Linked DNA regions of Mus musculus: region 1 is linked to region 2. The links are chromatin contacts, called in public promoter capture Hi-C maps. All regions are on one chromosome and are shown on one strand. Each heading gives the region's core, a stretch centred on a gene start, on an enhancer-like site or on the middle of the called end of the contact. The rest is flanking DNA. Distances are from core to core; before and after follow the strand shown.

What was found. Promoter capture Hi-C pulls out the DNA fragments that hold promoters and counts their contacts.
Region 1: a contact with region 2 is called in a promoter capture Hi-C map of pre-B cells. The contact joins the promoter of Ndufb11 here to the promoter of Fundc1 in region 2. A contact is called at or near these places in 2 of 39 promoter capture datasets (pre-B cells and second pharyngeal arch cranial neural crest).

What each region holds. Positions count from the first base shown.
Region 1 is chrX:20,615,944-20,621,506 of GRCm38.p6, reverse strand. It overlaps Ndufb11 (NADH:ubiquinone oxidoreductase subunit B11), which reads left to right and starts at 3,888. Exons shown (of 3, transcript NM_019435.5): 1 at 3,888-4,447. The coding sequence starts at 4,247. Rbm10 (RNA binding motif protein 10) reads right to left here and starts at 4,004. Exons shown (of 24, transcript NM_145627.3): 1 at 3,456-4,004; 2 at 1,393-1,533. The coding sequence starts at 1,409.
Region 2 is chrX:17,569,197-17,575,272 of GRCm38.p6, reverse strand. It overlaps Fundc1 (FUN14 domain containing 1), which reads left to right and starts at 2,948. Exons shown (of 5, transcript NM_028058.4): 1 at 2,948-3,120; 2 at 3,814-3,970. The coding sequence starts at 3,093.

The DNA of each region.
Region 1 (5,563 bases), core at 2,639-5,138, 3.0 Mb before region 2:
TCTAGGACCTTGCTCCTTGGGCCAACAAAGACATTCCCAAACCTGCTTTCTCTCCAGTGTTTTATACGTTTATTGACTGCTTTTTCAAGCTGGGATCTCAAGTAGCACAAGTGGACTTTGAATTCCTGATCCTCCTGCCTCCACCTCCAAATGCCAGGATTACAAGTACCATGTCCAGCAAATTTATTATGACTTTTCTGTAAGAGTTTGGTTTGCCTTTCTGGGCGCCTTTTTTTTTTTTTTTTTTGGTTTTTTGAGACAGGGTTTTTCTGTAGCCCTGGCTGTCCTGGAACTCACTCTGTAGAGCAGGCTGGCCTTGAACTCAGAAATCTGCCTGCCTCTGGGATCAAAGTGCTGGGATTAAAGGCGTGCGCCACCACTGCCCGGCTTTTTATTCCCCCTGGGCTCTCTTAAAATATGGTAGCTAAGTCGCTGATTTCAGAATCACCTGGGGCAGGAATCTACCAGAGTGCTAAAGGATCTTATACTTACACTCAATGTTTCTAAATTTTACCAAGTATACTACTTTTTTTTTTATCAGAGCTGAAGAGCAAAACACAACTAGCTGAAAAGCAAAACAAAACTATATATACCATGAGATGTCACACCCCGTTTTCTCAGCTACTAAGGAAGATGAAGTAGAACTGGAGCTCAAGATTTTGAGACCAACTTAGTTAACAGAACAAGATCCATCTCAAAACCAAACCAAAGCACTTTGTGTATAAACTGGGTGTGGTGGAACACCTGTCACCCCAGGTCTTAGGAAAACCACAAGTTGGCCAGTATGGACTATAAAGAGAAACTGTCTCAAGACAAAAAAAAAAAAAAAAAAGAAAAGCAGGCCTGGAAGATGCCTTAATCAGTAAACTTCTTGTGGTATATGAGGGCATAAGCTTGATTATCCAGTGTCCATATAAAAACACCAGGTGTAGCACATGCCTTCAATCCCAGTGATGAAGAGGTAGAAAAAAAGAGACTCCCTCAGGCTTGCTGGCCAGCCAGTATAGCTAAATCTGTGAGCTCTGGGTTCAATGAAAGACCCAGTCTCAAAAACTAAGATGGAGGAGCAATTGGGTGGACACCTGGCACCACTCTCTGGCCTCCACACCCATATTAACAAAAACCCCACCTTCACGTCCAGTCATGGTACTCATCAGGCTGTTTGGTATCACCTGTAAACTATGTGCTCTTCCATGTAATGCTATACATAGCAAGACAGTCTCTTACAGGGGAGACCTACAGTCATTGTGTCATTCACCTGTGCATTCTCAGAGCACAGATGCACATGTGCTGAAAAGAGTCCATTTCTTTGCTGTGTTGTTTCTCCTGCCTAGAGCGCCCTTCATCCTAAACCAGTGCTCACACTGGGAGGGGAGGGAGGGGATAACTCACCGTCTTTCATACTCCATGTCCTGATAGGAGTTTTAGGGGCTGCTGGGGCCCCTCCTCAGTAGCTGGCTCCTTTCACTTCTCAGCCACCCCTGTTGCTGCCAGCATGATCTGCCCGTCTGGGTGATACCTCCTGCAGAGACTCTACAGAGAATGGAAGGAAGAAAGGGGTCAAGGCAGTTGGAGCAGAGAGGGCCTCCTTGAGGAGACAGTCATTGTCAAGATTCCCTACTGTCCTATAACCCAAGGACATTGTTTTCCATTTCCTCGTGCTTCCGTGCAACAGTTCAGGAAGACAACCCCTACTTGGCTCTCTCTCCTTTTCTTCCCCCATATTCCACTACCCTAGAAAATAGCAAAGCCCTCATCAAACAAAGATATCTCATAAAGATTTGGTGGGGCCACAGGCTATTTATGACCAAGGTTTTGCATTCTTAGACTGGTAGACAAATGTAAGCCCATGGCTGGTTGCTGGGAAGGGAAGGGCAAGTGCTAAATGATTTGCCTAGATTAGGCACATTAGTCACAAAAATAAGACTTTTACAATAATTGGATGGGGTATAGTTGAGGGTAGAACACTTGCCCAGCACATTCAAGGCCCTGAGGTCCCATCACAAAAACTAGCAAAACTCCAAAAGACAATACAGTAGCAAAAGACTTCACAACAGAAGGAATCTCAGACTCCTTTCCATGGGTCAGGGTATTATTTCAACCTCCCAACAAGATGCCAACTATACCCCCAACAAGGCAGTCAGAAACCCTGAAAGGCTTTTGGAGGGGGGAGGCGGCTAACATGGCAACAAGACAGCTGCCACCTCCCTGGGCTTTTTGGCCAACACAGCTCTGATCCTCAACACAGCAAGTAGTTCCGCCCTAATGTGCAGCCAGGTCCCCAGGTGAATCTCTCCCCAGGGAGCTTAGGCTAAGCTTTCCAGAGGCAAAAGGGGCCTCTTTCCCAAGTGGTTCCAAAACATCTTGTTCTACTGAGTGACAGGGACAGCTACTTCATCCAACTTTTGGGACTGCCTTGAGAAGTACAAGATCTGAGAGTGTCATGACCCAACCAGAGATCAAAATTACCCCTGAATCTTTAGCTGCCACCCATTTGTACAGGAACCAAGTAAAGCTAGGCGGGTATAGTACTTGCCCAACGGTAGGTTGCCACAACACCTTTTCTCTTAAGTACCTATTTTCTCTTCCAACTCAAGGATCAGTTAACTTCCCCCAGATGGGGAAAAGAATCACAGGCAGGAACCCCAGTGGATGAGAACCTGACACAAAATGCTCAATGGCAAAAGAATGAGTCTAATTTTGTTGCATACACAGCACAGAAAAGAAACAAAGTTACAGACAAGCCCCCAAAATAGCCAAGGGCCAGGATCACAGGATACCTATAAGAGACACAATTAAACGGATTTCCCTTTGAATATATAGACCTCACTGTTACAGATACAACTCCCAAAAGAAGAAACGCCGGATATATATATTCTCTGCACCCCCTCCCCAAACTAACTAAGTTGGGGTCGATCAGTAACAAGCCTGCTTCCTGATAAGGATCAGAGGTCAGATACAGACCCCAAGGATAAAAACCATATTCACTTTCTTTCTCCGCGCTTGTCACCCTCATTCCCACCACATAAATGAATAGAGGCCGCAGCCAGAGTATTTCCCCGTGGATAGTTAAGTAACAAGGGCAGTCAGCACAACCCTCCTCTAAGAACACCCCCCGCAAAGTCGCAAACACGCGCGTTTCAAAAGATAAAAAGTTCGGTGGGCAAATACAGTAAGTCACAGTACCCCACTCCCATCTGTCTCTCCCTTCCCCCAACCCGCGTGCACCCATCCCGCGTCCCAATCGCGCACGCGCTTTTGCTTTCATAAGAAAAAAGCTGGGGTGGGGGACCATACCCCCTCTTCAGGTGCAGGCTGTGCAGGCATCCCTCAGCTCTGTGCGAACTCCGAGGGTACAGTCCGTCCCCGCGCCTCTTCTATGCACACCGGCCCTCTCCCCCTCCCACGCGCCCAGCTCCTTTACCTCCGATCCCACGACCCGCAACGGCGCTCACCTTCTCGGCCCGGGCTGTCAAGGGAGGGCTCCCAGGCATCACCTCCGCCCGCCACCACCTCCTTCAGAACTGTTAGTTCAAATGGGAGCCAATGCATGCAACTACCAAGTCCAAGACTGGGAGCAAAAAGGAGGAAAGGGGGAGGGGAGACGCGACCGACGCGTTGCCCTCCCAAGGAAACTCGGTGCCACCTCCTCCTAGCCGGCCACAGTCACCAACACAAAATGGCGACGAGAAGAGAGCCGGCGATCCGACCACCATCCACCTACTAAGGGAGCGCGCTCTGGCCGGCCTTGACGATTGGTTGCCGGTCACCATTGGCTGGCCCTGGCATTCTCTGATTGGCAAGCATATGCTACCTCCCCATTCCCTGTGAGAACGGCCCAGGAGTCCAGAAAAAAGAGTAGCTATTGGCTACCCCTAAGAGGCCCGCTCTTTAGAAGCTTGCTGTCCTTTGAAGTTGAAAGACAACTAGAAGCTCCACCTCTTTCCCTACAGGGCCATCTAGATGTCACCGCTTTCTTCTTACGAAGAAAATGAACAGACCTCTCAAAAACAACTCTCTCCCAGACTAACAGAAATGATAACGTTGATTCGGTAGCGACACGGCGTGGGAGGCAAAATAGAGTCCGCACCTCGCCGAACTCGTAAACAAACTTAGGCCGGGGATCTATTTAGCAAGGTAAGGGCGGAGCGACAAAAATCGCGCTGGGATCAACCGCAGCTGCGCACATTGTATTTCCGTCTCCCTCCCCCCCCCCGCCCCCCAGGACTCCGCAGTACAAGCTGTCATGGCGGCCCGACTGTTAAGCTTGTATGGTCGCTGCCTGTCAGCAGCGGGGGCGATGAGAGGGCTCCCGGCTGCTCGCGTTCGCTGGGAGTCCTCCAGGGCTGTAATCGCCCCATCCGGTGTGGAGAAAAAGCGGCAACGAGAACCGACCATGCAGTGGCAGGAGGACCCAGAACCCGAGGACGAAAACGTCTACGCGAAGGTGAGAGGGAGGGGGGAAAACGGGACGCTGTAGGGGCCAATCTGGACCAGGGAAACCAGTGTCAAAGCGGACATTCTCCGGCCCGAGATTTGAGCAGTGGACAAAATCTTCGAATATTCAGAAATTTTGCCTAGCTTGTTTTTCTCTTTCGTTGCCTTATTTGCAGTCAGAAATCACACTGAAAGAGGGCAGCACCCAAAGCATGTTAGAAACTTTATAATTAGGGTAATACTAAACTCTAAGGTAACACGTGCATAATGCCAGGCTGTGCTAGACACTTTGTATCTATTTACTCATCTCAATTCTAAAGTAGCGTGATTTTGAAGTAGGCACTATAACTGTTACTGAAGTAGGCACTGTAACTGTTACAGTGACATAGATGAGGATACTAAAACACAAGTTGCTAGCCCAAGATCACAGCTTGAGTAGGTCATGGAGCTGATTATTTGCATTCAGGACTGAATTCCTGTGCTTTATGGAGAGCAGAGATTCTGGAGTCAGACATCTTGGGTTGAAAATTATTCACTTGTATGACCTTGGACAAGTAATTTAATCTCTTGGTGCCTCGGTTTCTTTGTAAAGTGAGAAAAGTACTAGGAAAGCTAAGAAAAACACACCTGCTTCATATGAGTCAGAATGGTCACTGCAGCTCTTACCACTTACTTCAGAAGTACTCCAAATTAGAAGGTGTTTATTATTGCCATTTCCACTCTACTGAGGATATTGTGAGGTTTGTGTTTTTGAAAAGGCCTAGTATATTCAACATTAACATCTGATTGAAGATCTTAAATTATTATAGGGTCCTATAGAATAAGTGGACCCATAGGAAATTGCCAATATCCAAACATTTTTTTAATCTTTATAAATAGCACTTTCCAAGGATGAAACTTAACAGACAGGGTGAGCACTCCCAAACAAGTACGTGAGGCCAATTATTCATTTGGAAAGAAAGTCAAAATCTTGGATGGGGAGATGGTGATGAATTCAGTGGTGATTAGATTTGGAAGAAGAGCTTTCTAGGCCTCGAGAGCAGCAAATGTCACAGCCCTGTGGTGGGAAGGAATTTCACGTATCCTAAAAGTAGAGAAAGGATTTTAATCAGGGATAAGAGATTGG
Region 2 (6,076 bases), core at 1,699-4,198:
CCATGTTTTCTATGGAATCTTCTGCACCTGAGATTCTCTCTTCCATCTCTTGTATTCTGTTGCTGATGCTCGGATCTATGGTTTCTGATTTCTCTCCTAGGATTTCTATCTCCAGAGTTGTCTCCCTTTGTGATTTCTTTATTGCTTCTACTTCTATTTTTAGATCCTGGATGTTTTTGTTTTTCAATTCTTTTACCTGTTTGGTAGTGTTTTCCTGTAACTCTTTAAGGGATTTTTGTGTTTCCTACTTAAGTGCTTCTAGCTGTTTACCTGTGTTTTCCTGTATTTCTTTAAGGGAGTTATTTATTTCCTTCTTAAAGTCCTCCATCATCATCATGAGAAGTGACTTTAGATCCATATCTTGCTTTTCTGATGTGATGGTGTATCCAGGACTTGCTATTGTGGGAGAGTTTGGTTCTGATGTTGCCAAGTAACCTTGGTTTCTGTTGCTTCTGTTCGTATGATTGCCTCCTGCCATCTGATTATCTCAAGTGCTTGCTGCCCTCAATATATCTGATTGGAGCCTGTCCTTTCTATAATCCGGATTGATTCAGTACTCCCCAGTGTCCAGGTTTCTCTGTGATTCTATGATTCCGGGCTCCTGTTAACCTGAGATTCTGGCTGTGTCAGAGTTCTTGGCAGTCAAGCTTCCTCTGAGACCCCGAGGTTCTGAAGTGAGCAAGCTGCTGCTATCCTGGTATCCTGGTATCCTAGTATCCTGGAATCCTAAGATCCTGGGCATGTTACAGCGTCTGGAAGTAGTGTCTCCTCTGGGGACCATGGGGCTGTCTGGTGTGTTCGAAACCAAGGTATATCAGCACTGATTAAAAGGAACCTGAGCAGCTCGTCAGGCAGGGCTCACATGTCCTTGCTCCTGCTGCCACAGGCCTGTCACAATTGGTTTGGAACAGATGTTGTGTCCACTCACCAGTGATCCTAAGATCCTGGGTGTGCTAGGGTGCCTGTAGCGTGGAGAGTTCTCTGTGGACTGTGGGACGATCTGTTGAGTTCGTGCCCAAGGTGGCTTGGAGCTGGCACTGACCAGAAGGGACTTGAGCCCCTGGTCAAGTGGGTTTCCTGCGCCCCTGCTGCTGGCACAGGCCCATCAAGATTGGTTTGGAACTGATGTTGTCTTCCACTCACCAGTGATCCTAAGATCGTGTGGAGAGTCCTTTGGGGACTGTGGGACTGTCTTCGGAGTTCGAGCCCAAGGTGATGGAGCTGCCGCAGACCGGAAGGGCTAGAATGCATATTTAAAATAAGTTTGGTGCTGATTTATGTGAACTTGGGTTAGTTCTTTGGTATCCAACATGTTTTTATATTCTACAGAATCCATGGAAATTTGTGGTAAAAAAACAGACTTTATCCCTATTTCACATTCAAATAATAACAATTCTTAAAATCACAGCTTTGTGGTGAATGTCGGTAATCACAGCACTGGGCAGAGTGAGACAGAGGAATCCAGCATCAGAGGCCAGCCTGGGCTACATAGTGTGACCATGTTTACAAACAAACAATCCTAATACTGGAGAGGCAGAGGGAAGTAGGTCTGTGTAAGTTTGAGGCCAGCGTGCTCTACATAGGGAGTTCCAGAGAATCTTAGGTTATGTGAGATGTTGTCTAAAAATAACCAACCAACCAAAAATACAAGCAAAAGTCTGCTCGACTAACAGGGCACTAAAAAAACTAGAGCCCTCAGCAGTTTGAGAAAAATGTGACCTGGGGATCCATCCCATATACAGTCGCCAAACCCAGACACTTTTCTGGATGCCAACAAGTGCTTGCTGACAGGAGCCTGTTATAGCTGTCTCCTGAGAGGCTCTGCCAGTGCCTGGCAAATACAGAAGTGAATGCTCACAGCCATTCATTGGACTGAGCACAGGGTCCCCAATGGAGGAACAAGAGAAAGGACCCAAGGAGCTGAAGGCATTTGCAGCCCCATAGGAGGAACAACAATATGAACCAACCGCTATTCCCAGGATACCCAGGGACTAAACCACCAACCAAAGAAAACACATGGAGGGACCATGGCTCCAGCTGCATATGTAGTAGAGGGTGGCTTTGTCAGTCATCAATGGGAGGAGAGGCCATTGGTCCTGTGAAGGCTCTATGCCCCAGCATAGGGGAATGCCAGAGCCAGGCAGCAGGAGTGGGTGGGTTGGTGAGCTGGAGGAGTGGGGAAGTGATAGGGGGAGGAGGGTTTTCAGAGGGGAAACCAGGAAAGGGGATAACATTTTAAATGTAAATAAAGAAAATATCTAATTAAAATTTTTTTTCATTAAAAAAAAAAACCTTTAAAATATTTGCCCTGACACTTGTTAAAATAGATAGTGGGTCTATTTTAATTTGGGATACAACAACAACAACAAAAAGCTGGAGATTTATAGTGCATAATCTGAGGGGGTCGAAGTGTAGAGTCCTACCAAGAGGAGACATCAAGGGAGTTTATTGCTGAGCTAGTTTAATTGGGTTCTTACTGGAGAATGACTGGGTTATTAGACATCAAGCAAGAAGTGGGCCTGAAATTTCTGTTAAAGCCAACAGAATTCTTGAAAGAACTAAAGGCCAAAGATAGGGCCTGAAAAAAGAACACCTAATCAGAAAGACAGCTTCGTTGAAGCATCCTGACTAAAGACTTGTTAAGAACAGTCTGCCAACACTAAACTGATTATCTTGTTCTATTACCCTTAGCCGCTCCTCCCTCCATTCCTTTAGCGTAAAAAACAAACAAACAAAAAAACCAAAAAGCAAAAACAAAAATAAGACAAAACAACAAAAAACTCTTAGAAACTTAGAGCAGGTTGGGGTAATGCCCAGGCTACAGTGGAAAAGAGCACGGACTACATTTCCCATAAGCAATAGGAGGGCGGGGACTCAGCTATTCCATCACAAGTCCCAAGCCTTGCGGCTGCGCACAAATTGTTGGAGGTCGTGTACAGGGAAGAGTGGCGGTGACGCGACTGTGTGGGCGGGGCGAGGAGGAGGCTGAGGAAAAAAGAGAGACCATAGACTTCCAACTCGGCCTAGAGCGTCCTTTAAAGTGGTGGGGAGAGGCGGGCAGGGACCACCCCCAACTGGCCGCTGGCGGTATCATGGCATCCCGGAACCCCCCTCCCCAAGGTGAGCAGCCAGGGCCCGAAGTAGTCTCTGGGACGCTGCCCACAGCACTCGACCTTTTATTGCTATGGTGTTTCTCCCTTTCCCTCCTCCAGTGTTTCTGGGGCTCTGTCGCTGTACAGCCCCTTTGCGAGAGCCCCTTTGAACCAGAGGTCTCCTTTCCCTCTCTGCGGAATTTAGCATGCTCACCTACACCTAACCAAGGCTAGACCCTGCCCTGCCCTGCCCCCACCTCGAGCCCTTCTCCATCTTGCAAAATTAGGAGGGTTGGCGGGTTGATTTCCATGGTTGGTTGCGTTTTAGTCCTGCTCTGATTTCCTCTTGCTAGGTTCCTGACTTTTCCTTTCATGGAAGGATCATCCCCTCGCCCCCTTTTCCCACAGATGGAAATGTACCCTGCCCTGACCTTATTCTCATTGTGCGGGTGACCGCCCACTGCTTTGTAATTCAACTGGCCTCTGGCTGCGTGTCCCTAAGCCTTGGGAAAGGAAATGCCGATGCTGTTGCTAGGCCCTTTATGCTTGAGGCCCTAGTCTCCCAGATCGAGTTAATCACGCTCCTTCGTTTACATCTGGGCCTTTTTAGTTGTAGACCAGACATGACAGTGTGTTGGCCCACAGGTTTTATGAAAACAGCTTGTGAGACGTTTCAGACTGTAGAATGAATGTTTTTTTTTTCCATTTTGTATTTTTAAAGACTATGAAAGCGATGACGAATCATACGAAGTGTTGGATTTAACTGAATATGCAAGAAGACACCACTGGTGGAATCGAGTATTTGGCCACAGTTCCGGACCTATGGTAGAAAAATACTCAGTAGCTACTCAGATTGTAATGGGTGGCGTGACTGGCTGGTGAGAACATTCTTTTCATTAAATTTTAGTGGGAACCTGGCTCTTGTCCTTTTGTAAATGGCACAGCCTCCATAAATCTTCAGTGGCTCCCCACTTTTAAATTCCAGAAGAACACAACTTTGGGGCTTTTCCCGGATCTTATTGGTTGTATCAGCCTTCAGATAGTCCTGGTTGGATTTTGATGATTTCCCTCTGTCAAAGGCCCACCATAGTTCCACTTCCACCCTTTACACTTCCTTTAATTCATTAACAAATTTTCAACTTAAGCAAGTTAATTATAAGTAAGTTGTTACTTGCTATTCAGTGCCAATAACTGGAAAAAACATGAGAACTCCCATTGCAGAACTAGCCTCTAAGATTCTCAGCTCTGTACATAGAAGCATTAATGGTCTGTAAAAATTATTCACAATGATGCATCAGATTCTACATTTTTTGTGTACTGGTTCTGATTATGATAGTGCTTTGAAGAAGATCTGAGAAGATTGCCTTTGCTTTAGAATTAATGCAATGATTACTTATTATGCAATAATTTGGAGTACAATAAGGAGTGGCTAATAACCATTAATCAAGCAACAGCTCATGTAAGCACATATTTACATTGTTGTTACCATGTATTTTAATTCTATTATTTTTGGAATAAAATATTAACCAGATAAAAAGGGGCAGAAACAGTTCAGTATTTTGAAATATGTTGATGACTCTTTTTTTTTTGAAGTGACAGTGATTAAGTTGTAAGCATTTTTTTTCTTTACATTTAAGGTAAATTCATCTTGTGCTAATTAAAATATTTACATACTTCCTCTTGGCATGGGAAAATGACATTTATTCATGTGTGTTTTCCATGAACCTCGGAATAATGATGCCCCATGCCTTCTTGTAAATGCCATTTCATAATTTAAAACAAACAAAGAACAATTATGGTGAAGATTCCATGGAGCACAGGCACAGTATTAATACTGCTTTATTGAAAAATCATACAGTTAGAAGGGAAATTTCTGCTCAGGGCCTCGGTCAATTAGATGATTCACTGTAGGATGATTACAACTCTGCCCCCTTAAATGCATTTATAATTTGGTGCCAGAGGTGATTGGTTAGTGAGAATCATGGCGGAAAGCCAGATCGTTGCACATTTTCTTCTTACAGACCTAACCTGCTAAGAAGGCCCATAACTGCCAGGTCTTCCTGAAAACCCTAATGGCAGAGCAGAAGTTAGTAGTGACTGGTACACAGCTTGTGTAGCTGTAGCATTCAACCTGGGGTTTAATGAAGACCTCACTACTTGCTTTTTTCTTTGTTCTTCCTTACTGACTCCTGTATAAGAACCATATTCTTGATAATAATAACAACAACAACAGTAGTAATACATTTGGATTGTCAGTATCAGACAAGTATTCAACCCAGGAGCTATGTAATAGTTTGTGGGTATTTGTTTTTTACATCCATCTATTTGTGTGGGGGGCACAGATGTGTCCCAGTATATATGTGGAGGTCAGAGGACAGCTAGTAGGAGTTTGATCTTTACCATGTGAGTTTTGGGGATCAAACTGGGCTCTTTAGACTTGGTAGCAAGTGCTTTGACCTGCTCAACTCTCTCTATGACCTGGTCTGTGTAATAGGACACTTATATTCAGGTGGCTTGTTTTTGTTTTTGTTTTATGTGGGCACAAATTCAGGACCTTGCAAGCATTCTAACTCTAAGTGATATTGCCAGCTACATAGGTGATTTGTTGGAATGATTTGAACTGTAGTTTAGATTCAGAGTAGAAAACATTTGAAATCTTTTTAGGATATAACATTGATGTGATATTGTGGCATAAAAGAGGAACAGTTAATATAGGCATAAACCTAACTTAACACTTGAGACCGACCAGCTCAAGACATGAATAGCCTAAGGAGATTGGATTTAGCCATAAGTTTTTGGTAATAAGAAATGAAAACTAGTATGAGAAAAGGTGGTTGCTAGGAGACCTGGAGGCCTTGAATACTGAATCTGCTTTTAGAGTGTGATCCAGAAGCAGAGCTATGGAATCCCAACATTACATTCCAAAGGTAACGATGCCCCTAAGAGTGGAAAGGAGGGCTGGCAAGATAGCTCAGCAAGTAGGC